Regions from separate parts of the Mus musculus genome. Here all the other regions are linked to region 2. A link is a contact called in public Hi-C data. All regions are on one chromosome and are shown on one strand. The core of a region is the stretch at or near the end of the contact, and the rest is flanking DNA. Distances in the headings are between cores, read along the strand shown.

The links. A called contact is a pair of places that touch in the nucleus more often than the background predicts.
Region 1: a contact with region 2 is called in a Hi-C map of uterus. The contact joins the enhancer-like site here to the promoter of 4930503O07Rik in region 2. A contact is called at or near these places in 8 of 484 Hi-C or Micro-C datasets (embryonic fibroblasts, myocytes, nephron progenitors and 1 more) and 3 of 115 datasets of contacts at active chromatin or transcription factors (astrocytes, differentiating embryonic stem cells and embryonic basal ganglia).
Region 3: a Hi-C map of stem cell-derived neural stem cells shows a contact between it and region 2, with 1.9 times the contacts expected there. The contact joins the enhancer-like site here to the promoter of 4930503O07Rik in region 2. A contact is called at or near these places in 10 of 484 Hi-C or Micro-C datasets (embryonic stem cells, myeloid progenitors, nephron progenitors and 3 more) and 2 of 115 datasets of contacts at active chromatin or transcription factors (astrocytes and embryonic basal ganglia).

Annotation. Positions count from the first base shown.
Region 1 is chr1:193,873,808-193,878,524 of GRCm38.p6, forward strand. No RefSeq gene overlaps it. Among named protein-coding and RNA genes, the nearest start is that of Gm31870, 220 kb to the left of the region's middle. Within about 2 kb of position 2,559, at least 13 of the 459 cell types and tissues checked have an H3K27ac peak or open chromatin away from gene starts, as enhancers often do. A contact at or near this core is called in uterus, where this site is marked.
Region 2 is chr1:194,220,471-194,225,293 of GRCm38.p6, forward strand. It overlaps 4930503O07Rik (RIKEN cDNA 4930503O07 gene), which reads right to left and starts at 2,289. Exons shown (of 3, transcript NR_040477.1): 1 at 1,959-2,289.
Region 3 is chr1:193,748,871-193,753,631 of GRCm38.p6, forward strand. It overlaps Gm31870 (a long non-coding RNA gene), which reads left to right. Exons shown (of 4, transcript XR_001779912.1): 4 at 384-438. Among named protein-coding and RNA genes, the nearest start is that of Gm31870, 96 kb to the left of the region's middle. Within about 2 kb of position 3,126, at least 24 of the 459 cell types and tissues checked have an H3K27ac peak or open chromatin away from gene starts, as enhancers often do. A contact at or near this core is called in stem cell-derived neural stem cells, where this site is marked.

The DNA of each region.
Region 1 (4,717 bases), core at 1,309-3,808, 350 kb before region 2:
CACACCTGGGATTAAAATGAAAATATATTCTTATAATATTTCTATTTTTTTAAGAAACCAAAATTCCAAAATTGCCACTACAGATTTTTGGTGTATATAAGGACACAGCAATGCTATTAGGTTCCTGCAATATCTTCAGGAAGCGATATCAGTGTCTCCCTAATCCTCTTTCGACATTCTAATGATAACTCAAATATAGATATTTTTCCCAAAGTCACTGCCTTATTCCTGTGTGAAAACATGTCACCACATTTCAGCCATCCCTTTGTTTCTTCTTATGCTTTTCAGAAGTGCCTCATAGGAGGAGTCTATCTATAGACATGGGGCTCTAACTAGATATTTTCACTTCTACTTAATTGGCTAAAATCTTAAATGAGAGTGATCAGGATACTAAAATCTTGGTGATACTACTATTAACATTTTTAATCACAGAATTCCCATTTATTTCAACCCTTTCACTCTTGGATCTATGCCAATCTCCTTGCTTTGAAGGAAAAAAAAAAGAAAGAAAAGAGATCTTTAATTCAGCAATATTTTAGAAAGAAAAAAATATCACTTAGTATATAATTTAGTCGATGGCTTTTTGGAAGAAGAAATAATTGCAACTCTTAATCCTATTTTACTAAGTTCTAATTTATTCTTTCAGAAACACCACAAGTACCAGGTTGCTGAGCCAAGCTGGATAAAGGCTAGATCTAGCTGCTGGTGGTATTAGAAATACATCTGTCACTAGGAGGGCCAGAAACAAAGAAGCAAGGAGGAAAAGGAAGAACATAGAGGCCTAGCATTTGGAGATTCTAAAGATGTGTGTGTGTATGTGCATGTTTGTATGTATGTATGTATGTATGTATGTATGTATGTATATGTGTGTGTATATATGTGTGTGTTTTTGTATTTTTCTGTGTCTATATATGTATGTGTGTATGTGTATGTATATGTGTGTGTATGTGTGTTTATGTGTATGTATATATGTGTGTATGTTGTGTGTATGTATGTATGTGTATATGTGTGTATGTGTGTGCATATCTGTATGTATATGTGTGTTTGTGCATGTTTGTATGTATGTATGTATATATATGTATGTGTATCTATATGTGTATTTTTGTATTTATCTGTGTGTATGTGTGCATATGTATATATATGTATATGTTGTGTGTATGTATGTTTGTGTATACGTGTGTATGCGTGTGTGTGTATGTGTATGTATATGTGTGTGTGTGTGGTGTATGTATGTGTGTGCACATAGAGGTAATGAGGGAGACATATGCCCATGAGAGGAGGCTGACAGAGTAAAGAAGCAGTCCACAGACAGGAAGTAGAGTCTTGGTAGGAAGGAAGTTACTTCAAAAATGGTTACTTTGATGAGCTGGAACTTCAGTTTTCAAAGGGTCTGGTTATGCCTTATTTGTATGGATCTTTAAGATTGACTTCTGAAGGTATAGATTTCTTAACCATGGTTCTCCCCCGGTGAAACTGCAATTACATACTACCTTTTACTATTGAACTTAAAAGTCACTTAACAGATACCTATAATTTGTAAGTCATTGTGGACAGAGTGGAGATAAAGAGGATCTGATTCTTCCTTGTGCTTCACACATACTGAGGGCCTGTGAGTCAGTCCAGACATAGCATGTGCCTCCACCTATGTCACACATACTGAGGGCCTGTGAATCATGTACATAGTATGAGCCTCCACCTATATTGTACACACTGAGGGCCTGTGAATCAATCCACAGATAACGTGGGCCTCTACCTATATCCCCGATGAATGTAGGCTGAGGCAAGAACTGAGGCAGTGGGATGGCTCTAACATCCTTTCTTAAGTCCTCGGCTCTTGACAGGAAATAGAGTACTGGCTTTCAAACCACTTCCCAAATACGAGTCAGGGCAAGGAGTCCCAGGAATAGCCTCGGCAAGAATGCACAGGTCTTCTGTGCCAGCTTCAACTAGGCAGTTTCCTTTCTGGCTGACACACACATTGGGATTCTACACGTGGCACTGTTACTAGAAAGGTTTCAGTTCTTCACAAGATTAGATGTTCTAATGAGGTAATATTACAAAGCATTGAATGAAGTCCAAGATCTCATATTTGGAGTCATGGAACTCAGACATCCACAGCTTCTTTGAAGAGAGCAACTTTGGTTTGGAATTCACAAAATCATCAAGAACTTGTATAGAATCTCAGACTAGACTCAGTCTTCTGTAGACCACACACTCTCTAGAGGAGGCCTTTCCCTTCATGACCGGAAGCAGCAGATGGGCAAAGGGAAGAAGAATATCTATTTGTCTCTGTGTAATCCTATGAGAAATGAAGCTCAGAGTAGTGAAGACTTTGGCTCAACAGGATATGGTAAAATAACTGCAAGTTGAGGGAAAATTCCAGGACTTGAAAGCTTGATTGTGTCCTGTTGAGTCAAGAAAGGGCAGCAGTGTTTGCCTGCAGGCATCTGTTTCCCCTCACTCCCAGTCTTCTGCCTAGTTGTGAGCCACAGAGCTCATCACTTTCCAAGTCAAGCTGTTGGCAGCCTTGCATTCTGGCTGTTCCCTTTAGTACTATGAGAGGAACAGTTCCCTCCTTTTTATCTTGCTTTCCCCTCTTGCCTTAAGAGGTAAGGAGAGAGTTCAGAGCACTGCTGTGTGCCCAAGAGCCCAGGACAAATGATTACAAGAGGCTGGCCATGCTGAGAAGGCTTCTCTACTTCCCTCTTGCTCCCCAAACCCTAGCCCCATGGGGTTATTTATGTTGTCAGGGCATTTCTTTTTTTATTTAGAGAAGAAAAGAATCAGCCTTGTATCAGAACAAGAGTGATGAGTCAACAGGACTGTTCAGTGTCAAATGACTTCCTACAATCACATCTTTACCAGTGTTTCTTACAGCAGCGGGGTTGCAAGCATGCAGTGACACTGCTACCCAAAATGCTCCTCTGTGCTGGTAGCCTTGCATTCTGGCAGGTCCCTCTTATCTCACTCCTAACATAGTCCAGGATGCCTGCCTTTCCTGTGGTCTTGAATGCTGGCTTAGTGAGCCCAGACTATTCTTCTGATCCGCAATTGTGTATGTGTGTGTGTGTGTGTGTGTGTGACACACACACAGAGAGAGAGAGAGAGAGAGAGAGAGAGAGAGAGAGAGAGAGAGAAAGAGAGAGAGAGATGGAACCTGTGGTAAGCTAGTGGGTAATGCAATTTTGATTGGATAATTTTTTAGATGATATAAACATTAGGGTTTGGGGCAGTGTCAGACATCAGAAGATGATCATATTTAAGAATGTAAATAGCATTGAAACATATCTGCTTTAATCCCTTCCTGTCATAGATAAGGAAGCTGAGACTCAAATCAATTCAGTAAGGATTTATTGACTTTTCTGCTGTGTGTAAAGGATTGTGTTCAGCCTATGTGGCCAAATGACTTTTTCAAAGGCTTTCAACTTACTAGCAGCAGCAAAATGCTAAATGGCTTCACTTTCTCTCAGATCTTCCTGTCACCACTCTAAAATTTGAATGTTGTCATAACTGTCTTGCTATGTAGTATATGAGAAGGGGAGGACAGACAGACAGACAGAGGGGTGGGGGGAGTGTAGCTAGGAGAGGTATACTGTATCTAAACTGGCGACAGTAAACCAGGGTTGCTGGCATTTGCTTAGGGTTACACCGACTTCCATTGCATTTTCAGTCCCTCCACCTATTATACAACCTTGGCTCAACTTCACAGTCATTTTCAGATTTATTTTGTCACATTAAAATGTACAATAAATATGCTTAAAGCTTAATTTTAAAGAGTGTATGCGGACTCACAGATGGTTTATTTAGTGTGTTTGTGTATGTGTGTGTGTGTGTGTGTGTGTGTGTGTGAGAGAGAGAGAGAGAGAGAGAGAGAGAGAGAGAGAGAGAGAGAGAGAGAGAGGAATGGTTAAACACAGGGTCTTATATAATTTAGATGAGCACTTTACCACTGAGGTTTAGCCGTAGCTTAATTTAGAGGTATGCTATGCTTCTCTCCTGCTTCCATTCTGTCCAAGAAGCCAGAGTAAAGGCTGTTGCTTATATCCTCCCACTTCTCTGCCTCCTAACCAGGCTTGGTGCCTTCCTCATGTCTATGGATTCTGTGCTACTGTCTCTGAAAATCTGTAAAAAGACAAGTACATCTTCAGTGGCAGCTCCCCAGGACATGGCATCTCAAAAATAGGAAAAATAATATGGTCTATACCACAAATCATAGAGTGTTTCACAAAGCATTCGTATGTAAAGGTCCCAGTAACCTTCATATATCACAAGATCCCCATGGAATACTGTGTATGAAGTCCCTGTATATCTAGATATGAGTAATATCTATTTCTGTTTTTCAAGAACCTAATCACAAAGACTTGTCAGAATGAGGTGAAACATGGAATTTTTTTCTCTGACAGGAGAAGACTTTAAATTAATGGTTCTCAACCTGTGGGGTCACATGTCAGATATCCTGCATGTCAGATATTGGCATTATAATTTGTAACAGTAGCAAAATTACAGGTATGAAGTAGCAATGAAATAATTTATCATTTGGGGGTCATTACAACATGAGGAACTGTATTAAAGCGTTGTAGCATTAGGAAGCTTGAGAAATGCTGCTTCAAATGATGGAGAAACAAAGACTCAAATTAAGTTTTCTGAAAAATAGCCCAGGGCTGGGCTTTCAGTGGGACTCATGAGTTGGGGCTTACCATGGCCTGTCTGCAGAAGA
Region 2 (4,823 bases), core at 1,039-3,538:
GGTTTCTCTTCTGGATGAGGTAACATGAGATCCTACACTGGGGCCATTACTTACACGATCAGAAACCTTGCCTTCTCATTTGTAAAACAGACACATTCAAATCCAGCTCCTATTAGGTCTCTGTTCAAACCAAGCTTTCAGCTTTCTGAAGAAATCCAGCCATGAACAACAATTATTCCCGTATGTACAAGCTAATCAGAGGATCTTAGAATTTTTAAACCCATTTGTGCATTTTTGGGTTTTATAGGGTTAATTCTACAAAGGGCTAGAATAAAAAGGGAAAAATAAAAATAGAATGCATGTGAATTATGGGAATTATTTTCATATATTTGAAATAGTTAAAAGAGGTGAACTCAACTCAGATTTTGCATTTTGACACCTGGGAAATTCTCTTAAGTCCCTCAGAGGACTCTCGTCCATCTTGGTGAGAAAGAACAAAGGGACAGGTACAAGTTTGCTTGACAGCAATGGTGGTCATTCACACCTAGCTCTAGATCGTGAGCAGGGTCCCCATCACTGAGAAGAGTAGATAACCCAAATTTGTGTTCCCTGAAAGTCTGTAAAGCAAACACAAGCCTAGTAGAGGGAAAATGATCCCACTCTAGACTCCATTTATAGCCACTTCCAACCTTACTCTTCTCTAAGTAACTTTCCTTATGTGTGTCTCCATATTTCTCTCTCCTCTGTCAGTCATAGATAAAACACTAATGCAGACATAACCCTAGCACAGGAACCCCCTGAGGCTGTAATAATCTCTTTCCCACCTAGCGTCCAGTCTTAGAGGTCAAGTCCTTATAGGGAACTTCTCGATAGTTGCACAAGAAGCTTTGGTCTTCTCAACTCTTGGTTTGAGACAGGACTTGAGGAGACTTTTTTACCTGCCTTTTTTGTTGTTGTTTTTAAGAAAAGTAATAATTTATAAAAGGTCACAAAACGTATATAGTCCCACTTGTGAGTTCCCAAAAGAAATTACACAATGTTTCCAGAGAGTCTGGCTTTAGGAAAGTTTTAGAAACAGGCACTGTTCACTGCTGTTCAGAGAATATGGTAAGTTACATCTATTTTCTTAGTTTCTATTTCTTATTTCTGACTTGGATGAAAATGATAGTAACTCTTTCCAAGACCTCTTTAATACAAAGCTTATGGTTAGAACCAAGCTCATTAAACAAATCTTTGTCCAGTGCTGTTCATATTGCCACCCCACATATTTTCAGTTTCTGAAAAACTTAACAAAGAAAATGGAAAATCTATTCTTATTTCACTTTCCTCTTGCTAATTAAGAGGTATTGTTCATTATTATCATTATTTTTAATAGAATACTAGATAGGACTGGAGAGATGACTCAGAGTTCTTGCTCCTTTTGCAAAGAGTCTGTGTTAATTTCCCAGGACCCACATTTGGCAGCTCATACTGCCTGTAATTCTGGCCACAGACGTGCAGTGACTGTCTCCATGAGCACATGTATGTATGTGTCTACACATATACATATACATCATAAACATATGCATATATATATATACATCACATACATATATACAACATACATATACATCATATACATATGCATATACATATACATCATATACATATACACATACACATACACATATACATCATATGCATATACATCATATACATATACATATACGTCATATACATATGCATATACATCTATATCCAGCATACACATTTACATAGCTAAATCTTAAAAGTATGACATACTAAACACAAGTTTTCCAGGAGTTTATCTAGATCATTTCCTCCCACTAATCAATGTTAGAAAAGTGGCAGTTATATTTACTGAGTTAAAACCAAATAGGGAACCTTAAGTTAGAGAAGGAAATAGGTTGAACAGACTTGGCTTCCACCTAGAAATTCTAACAGATCAGGTCCAAAGGCTTTCTAGGATGACAGGACTCTTAGATATAAGACACATGCATATGTTAGGCACAGCATACCCTCCTTGCTGTTCTCGGTGCTTCTCTTAGGTCACAGATGGACTTTTATCACAGTTGTTCTCTCTGCGAAAAATGCCACCTTAGGGTTCCTGCACTTGAGAGTGCAGGAAGTGCAACTGAAGATCAAGTGAAATAGAACAAATAAATGGACTGACTGGAAGGTCCTAACAAAAGCCCTCACAGGTAGTTCTCATCCTGTGTATCTGATGACTCCATGTACCTCTGTGATGCAGATCCTATGAGCATACAGGATGTGACTGCCCAAGATGCCATAGTTGATATGGGAATCTCCCTGAGGGTAGACTGAGGGTAGCTCCTTACATGGCCGGCTGAAGCACTGCTGGAGTGCTAAAGAGAGGTTACTGGCTGAGGAATTAGACACTTACATTGTTGTGTAATAATTGGTGGCATTCATTTTTCATCACGCTGCTCTCCTTTTGAGGAATTCAGATAAACAAGTTAGTTGCCTTTTTCCAGATGCCTCATGGGGTACCAGTGCATCTCTGAGCCCTACAGCGGAACGAAGAAAATGTCAATGTACCAATAAGCAAGAAAGGGTGGTGTCCCTCGTTTTTATGTGTATTTCAGAGTACTTCTGATCCTTGAATAGGGCTTCTGTCGCCGTGGAGATGGGACTCCAGGTTTCTTCCACATTAACTACATGCCCTTTGAGAAGCTTCCTCTGTAAGAATCCAGATGTTCTGTGGCAGCAGAAGTTTTTCAAGGGACGTGCCATCTAGCGGCCGCCATTGTGAAGTGCAGCCTGCCGCTCAGCTGGCCCGTTGCTAAGGGCAGCAGCTGCAGCAGTTCATCTCCCTGTCTGAGGCAGAGAATCATGGGATGTTTACACTGAGAGCGACCTCCAGAGATTTCCTGTCAAGACATCTGCCTCCAACCAGCACGAACAATATGTCTTATGCTTATAGTGTTGTAAAAAAACAGTTACAAATAGTACCACATTTTAATTCTCACACCAGCCCCATGAAAGTTGATGTAATCATTATTTCCGTTTTAAAGATGAAGCTATGATCACTCATAACTTAAGTTTCTTGAGCACAAATCACAATATCTCCCCTTCAAGTCAACCATTTGCTGACCTCAGGAAAATATGTGGGCATTTAGAGACTTAAAAGAGACGTATCTAGTCCATCCTACATCTGAGTTTTTGCTGGAAAATCAGGCCAGTGTTTGGAGCTGAATTTACATAAATAGCTTTGAGTTATGAGCAAGTTTATTCTACCTGAAAATTTATCTCCAAAATTCTCTGTCAATGGACAAATCAAAGGGTCTGTGTGAAGGTCTCAGAAAGAATTGCCATGAGCCAACTATGGAGAGGAGGGGCTGAGTCCAGCAGCTGGGTTGATGAGGCACCTGGGAATACAGGAGAGGAGAGGGTATCAGAACAGGACTTGTAAGAAGAAATTAAGCCAGATATAACGGCGATGTGAAGTCACTGGGCACATCTAAAGTTCCTGCTTTAAATATTCAGCAGTCTTTGGGGAAGGAAATGAATTAGCCAATAGGGCCATCAGACAGCTGAATGAAAAGAGTGTTTGAAAGTAGGGGAGGGGGGGATCCACTATTTACTTACTCAGCAACCATTAGAGACTCTAGTTTCTCACAGAGGTTGAAAGCTCTGTGTCTGAAATCCTCTGACCTACTCTTGTGAGCATACATTTAAGCATGTTTGTGTGTGTCCATGGGGAGGGTGTGTGATCCACATGTCTATGCATATGTGTGGAGGCCAAGGTCAACGCCCTGTGTCTTTAAAGCTCAGGGGCTGTTCACCTTGTATTTTGAGGAATGGTTTTTTCACAGAATCTGGAGCTCATTGATTTGGCTAGCCTGGTTGCCTAGCAAGTATCAGGAATGTCCTTGTCTTTGCCAACCCAGCCCTAGGATTATAGGCCTGCACAGTCAGGGTAAGGTCTAAGTGTTTAGTGACTGAGCCACCTCCCCCCTACCCCCACAATCATGAAACATACTCCAATCTACCTATCATCTACTTCATTTCATCCTCTCAGGTAGATGCTGGAGGACAGTGCTCTCAGCAACCTGTATCATCCCAGGGTAATCTTAGGCTGAGTTGCAATCCTGTGGGATTGAGTTTAGAAAGGGAGATATTGCCATTGGAGGCCTGGACTTGTAGGCTGCAATAGCAATTGGGGATGTTTTTTTTTCAGATATTTGCTTGATAAATAAAAAATATGTATTTATAAAGGAAAAAGCTATATCCATATTTAGGGGGGCTGTAAAAATTGGTTTCTTTGATTGAAGACAGACAGGAATAGGAGTCTTTCTACACAGACATCCTCTCTACTGAGTTCTCTGAAATCATATTCAGAGCTTTTATACATGGAGGTTGGAAAGAGATTTCCCTTCCTCCAATATAGGCTGCCTCTGGTGCCAGATGAGTCCTAGATAGGAAATCAAGCAGGATGTAAGCTCTGTGGTACTGCCTCTAAGAATTGGGAGGGGGTCAGAGAAAGAGGGGACTAGACTGCTCCTGGTGCTGCACTGAGGGATGAGCCGAACAGGTCACATGTGCTGCATCTTCTCAAGCTCATGCCTATGCCTCAGCCTGCTCTTTACCCAAGGAAGACAACAGAGAAGCATTTCTGGGCTCATTCCTACCCCAGATCCCTATCAGGCAATATGTTGAGTTCTTTCCTCATGAATGAATTGCAGTCTGTTTCAGTTCACAAAGATACCCCCTTTTCTACTCAGAATTTAGGAAGTCTGGTAACCTCCACTGTGGGGGAACACACTGTTCCCCAGTCTGTTCTTGAGGGAAATGAAAAGCCAGAAGATTTTCATCTTATGCTGGTCTCCCTCCTCTTGATCTTCGACACTCAGAGGAACCAG
Region 3 (4,761 bases), core at 1,876-4,375, 470 kb before region 2:
AGGCAAGACATTTGAAGGAAGAAAACCATCTTTCCTAGATACTTTAGTATACAATATAAATCCAACCTAAACACGGATGTCCACACAATAGTCCCTTTGGCCTGCTCTCACCAATTGGCAGTGAACTACACAGCAGTCTCTCTGGCAATGACTCCTCTCTGCACTGTTCTCTCAGACCATTACCAATACTCTCTTGCCATTTGAATGTGTTTTCCTCCGTAGTAGTCTCTTTGGAACTTCCCATTTTCCATGGGTGCTTTTCCCTGCAATGGTCTCTCTGGCCACTGTCCTGTCTTTCCCTTGAAGATACCTACTTTATCCTGTAGTAAACAATCTGGCCTCTGTGTGGTACTCTGAGCATCTCATCTGCATTCTCTCCACAGAGATCACAAGACCTGGAGATCCAGAACCAAGAAACCCAAGAGCACCAAGGAAAAGGCAAGCTACTTGAGAGACAAGAAAAGAGTTGTAAGAGCAAGTGACACTTGAGTAAGCCCCTGAAGTAGGGGGAATTTGCAGAGTTGGGTAGAGAGCTGCTATAGAGGTAGCAGGAGAGGTCTAGGAAGACACTGCTGACCAGTTGCTGTTTTCAGCATGAGTAGACAGTGCATCATAACAACAGAACTATTATTTACCATGGGCTCTTTCACCCATCTTCCCTCCAGGGTGGAAAGCAGTGGTTGGCCCTGGAGGTGAGGAGGTTGGAGTTCATTCTTGAAAGGGCATCTGGAGAAGATGAGTGTGAGGCAGCTTCTCTTTGGAAGTGCATCTTCCACCCAGCTGACAAAATGCTGCCATTTAAGAAGACCCTAGCAGAGCTTTACTCTTTAATTTTTCTGCTCATTAAGCCTTCACTTCTGAGGTGTGAAAATGACTCCAGGCTGGTAATAAACTGCTGGGCAAGTCATTATTTTAAAAATGATCTTTCTCCCAAAGGGGCTGGAGTGGCACAAAGCAGGATTGCTCCTAGATCAGCTCCTGCAGGACAGTGAGTGTTGTGATGGATGTTTCAGTTATCATAAGAAGAAAGGGCCGTCTACTTACAGTCAGGGAGACGAATGCCAAGTGCTCAGACCTACTCAATAATCACAATAGCCTATTTTTTGGAGAGGGGAGATGGTGCGTTTCAATGGGGCAAATTACAGTATTGTTAACCTTCATATTAAAATGCAAAGGGAATGGAAGGGCACAGAAAAGATCCAAGGAGACAGAAGTCAGTCTTCTTAGAGGTTTTGTGATATTAAAGAAGAGACATTGAATGAGCTGGAATAGTACTAATGTTATTAAGAATAGAAATAAAAAAGACCTCCAGGAGCATTTATCTTTTCTTTTGCGAGAACTGAGTCCTATGCAGACGACACCTCTGCAGCGTTGATTTTGCTTTTTGCCATCAAGTGAGTGATGGGCAGAATAGTCTTCCCTGACTTCCAGAGACTGTGAGTCCCAGACCTTCAGAACATTAACTTTCTATATCCTGTCATAACCCTCTCCCCATTTCTGACCTGTCCCTTCTTTTTCCCCTATTTTTCTTCCAGTTGTTTATTCCAAGTGATGATTATAATCTCCCATGGGCACCATAACTGTCATGTAATCCCAGCATTCCTTTTTAAGTAAAGTGAGTTAGGGCCTATTGATTTTAAAAACTTTTGATCACACTATAGAGCCCATTTAGAATAATCACAGAGCCTATTATTGCTGCCTCTTTGCAGCTGGTGGAGTGAGTAGCAAGGGGTGAGGGACAATTTGACTGTGGATCAAATGTCATTCTTAGGACACAGTTCCTCATCTGTCATTTTTTTGAAGCTTCTAAGCTGCTGTCAGTGGCAGTAGGAGTGGTCATGGAGGCTTAGCTCCATGCTGGCTGCTATATCTAATGTGTGAGAAGTTCTAGCTCTCTCAGGCAAAGCTGGATTCTTGAATCACTGCAGAAGACAATTCCAGGATGAGACAGTATAAAATAGGTTTTAAGGTTGTGATGAAGAGACTTTTACATGGATTTATCCATCGGCATTAATAGCAGGAGGTACCTAGCAAAAGACAGTACCTACCCAAGTGTGGGTGTGGGCTTCTCAAAAGAGAGACACGCTGAAAAGTCGTAGCCATTGCCATCTGTGCTGATTAATCCTTCTGTTAACTCGACAGAAGCTAGAATCACCTGAAAGTGGGGCCTCCTAATGATCTATATGGAGAGAGTCCAACCCACTGTGGGTGGTGCCATTCCTGAGGTAGCAATGAGTTGTGTAAGAAAGGCTGAGTATGTCCTGGGAAGCAGGCCAGAAAGTAGCATTTCTCTATGGTTTCTGCTTCAGTTCCTGCCTCCAGCTTCCTGCTCTGACGTCTCTTTACTACAGACTGTAGTCTGCAAAGTGGAAAATGAACCCATGCTTGCCTGCCCCAGTTGGTTTTGATCAGGGTTCTATCACAGCAACAGAAAGCAAACCAGGACACCATGTTTGGATTTTGTGGCTTCTGAAGTTACTTTGCTCAAAGGGTTTCTAAAGAATCTCCTTATACCCCCATTTTTATTTGGTAAAACCATAGAATACAAGGACTCACAAGTAAGCTAAGGCTTCTTTAAAACTGTAAGTGAAGAGCATAGTCTTATTTGTGAGATTCTCAGAAAACTGCATGTTTAGAGCTGGAAAAGAAGATAGGCCATGCTTGAAAGGCATATATATATATATATATATATATATATATATATATATATATATATATATACATAAATATATATATATATCCTCAGCATACTCAATTCCATGCTAGTTTATCACTCATTCTCAAGACATTTCTCTATGCAGACAGCCTCAAAGCAAATTTTAGCAATTGTGTTGGAATTCATAACTTTCAGCTGTTGAGAGACTTCAGCCAGACTCTACGGTGTAGGACTCTTTCCTTAGCCCACGTCCTCTTCATTTTCCCTTTATATTCAGTCTCACGACCCCTAACCCAGACCACATGAATCAACCAAGGAGCATACTGAGAGAGAAGCTGGGCTGTTTGATGGCAGAGAGGCACGGAGCCATATAAGGAAGTATTTTTCTGGATTCAGCTGCAGCTGTAGTCCAAGGGAACCTAGCGACAGCTCAAGCTGACAGCAGAAAGGGGGGTTTGTCCACACGGTGCTGCTGGTGAGGGCATGCATACATAATGCAGGACTCAGGAAGGTTCTAAAGAAAGTGCAGTAGGGTTGAATTCCCTGCAGGAAGTGCCTGGGATGAAATCCAAGTTATGATTGTACCCTTGGATGTTGGAGATGCCAGCAGCATGTGATACCTTCTGTGGTATCCTGCAGGCACCCAGGGAGAAGCCACATGTGCTGCAAATGGCAAGTCCACGGGGGCTGGGCTATAGAATTGTTTGCCTTGATAAGTTCAGTCTTTCCTTGCTATCCCTCCTACTCCTTCCTCTTGGGATGGTAATTGCGACACGACTCGACTCTGTGCCATTATATATTGGAAGTATGTAACTTTCTGACTTCCTAGAGGCTCACAGTGAAAAGATTGCTTTTAGTCCCAGTGGAGACACTGTTTTTGAACACTGCTGAGACACTTAGGACTTTTGGTTTTAGACTAAATTTGTTTTGTATTATAGGATGGCCATGCGCCTTTGGGAGTTAGGTAGAATATTATAGTTTGATTGTGAAATGTTCCCCACATGCTAATTGTATGAGTACTTGGTCCCCAACTTGTGGCACTATTCTAAAGAATTAGGAACCTTTGAAACTTGTGGAGACAGGTTACTAGGGGTAGGCCTTTGAGGTTTTGTCTACCTCTGGTTCTGTCTTTCTGTCTCTCTTTCCTGCTTGGTGTCAAGTGAATAAACCTCTGCTGCACAGAGCTGCTCCTCAACCATGAGCTCCACATGAACTCCCATGTCTTTCCACCATGATGGGCTGTGTGGTGGTTTGTATAAGAATGACCCCGATAGACTCATAGATTTGAATTCTTGGTCACCAGGGAGTGGCACGGATATGGGTGTGGCCTTGTTGGAGGAGGCATGGCCTTGCTGGAGTAGGTGTGGCTTTTTGGAGGAAGTGTGTTACTGGGGCCTGGGCTTTGAGGTTTCAAATACTCAAGCCAAGCCCAGGGCCTCTCCCTCCCCACACTGCCTTCTGAGATGCAGAAATCTCTGCTGTTTCTCCAGCACCAGGTTTGCCTGTGTACTGCCATGCTTCTCATCATGACAATAATGGACTAAACCTCTGAGTGTAAGCCAGGCCGGATTAAATGCTTTCTTTTGTAAGAGTCACTGTGGTCATGGAATCTCTTCATAGCAATAGAATTGACTTAGACAGACTGCGCCTCTGCCATGGTAAGTCAGAGCAAGCATCTCCTTTCTTATGCTATTTCTGTTGGGCATTCTGCTCATAGCATGAAAAGTAAGTAATGCGCCATGGGAGCAACTTAAATGCCGTATATGTATGATGTAATATGACATATATGTGATATCTATGATACATAATATATGATCTATATCACACACATACATATTCATACATAAATATGCATATGTAAATGTACACATATGCATAGGCATATTCAGGAAATCTTGTCATGTGAAGCTACATGGATGATCACATGTCACAAGAGTATACTGAATAATTCTACTTATGTAAGACATCCAACCTCATTAGACACATAAAATCAGAAATTAGATGGTTGGCTTACAGGGCCTAGGGTGAAGGGACATAGAACTTCTCTGCTCAGTACACATAGACTCAGGTATGCAAGGTGACATACTACTAGATCAATTCTGTGA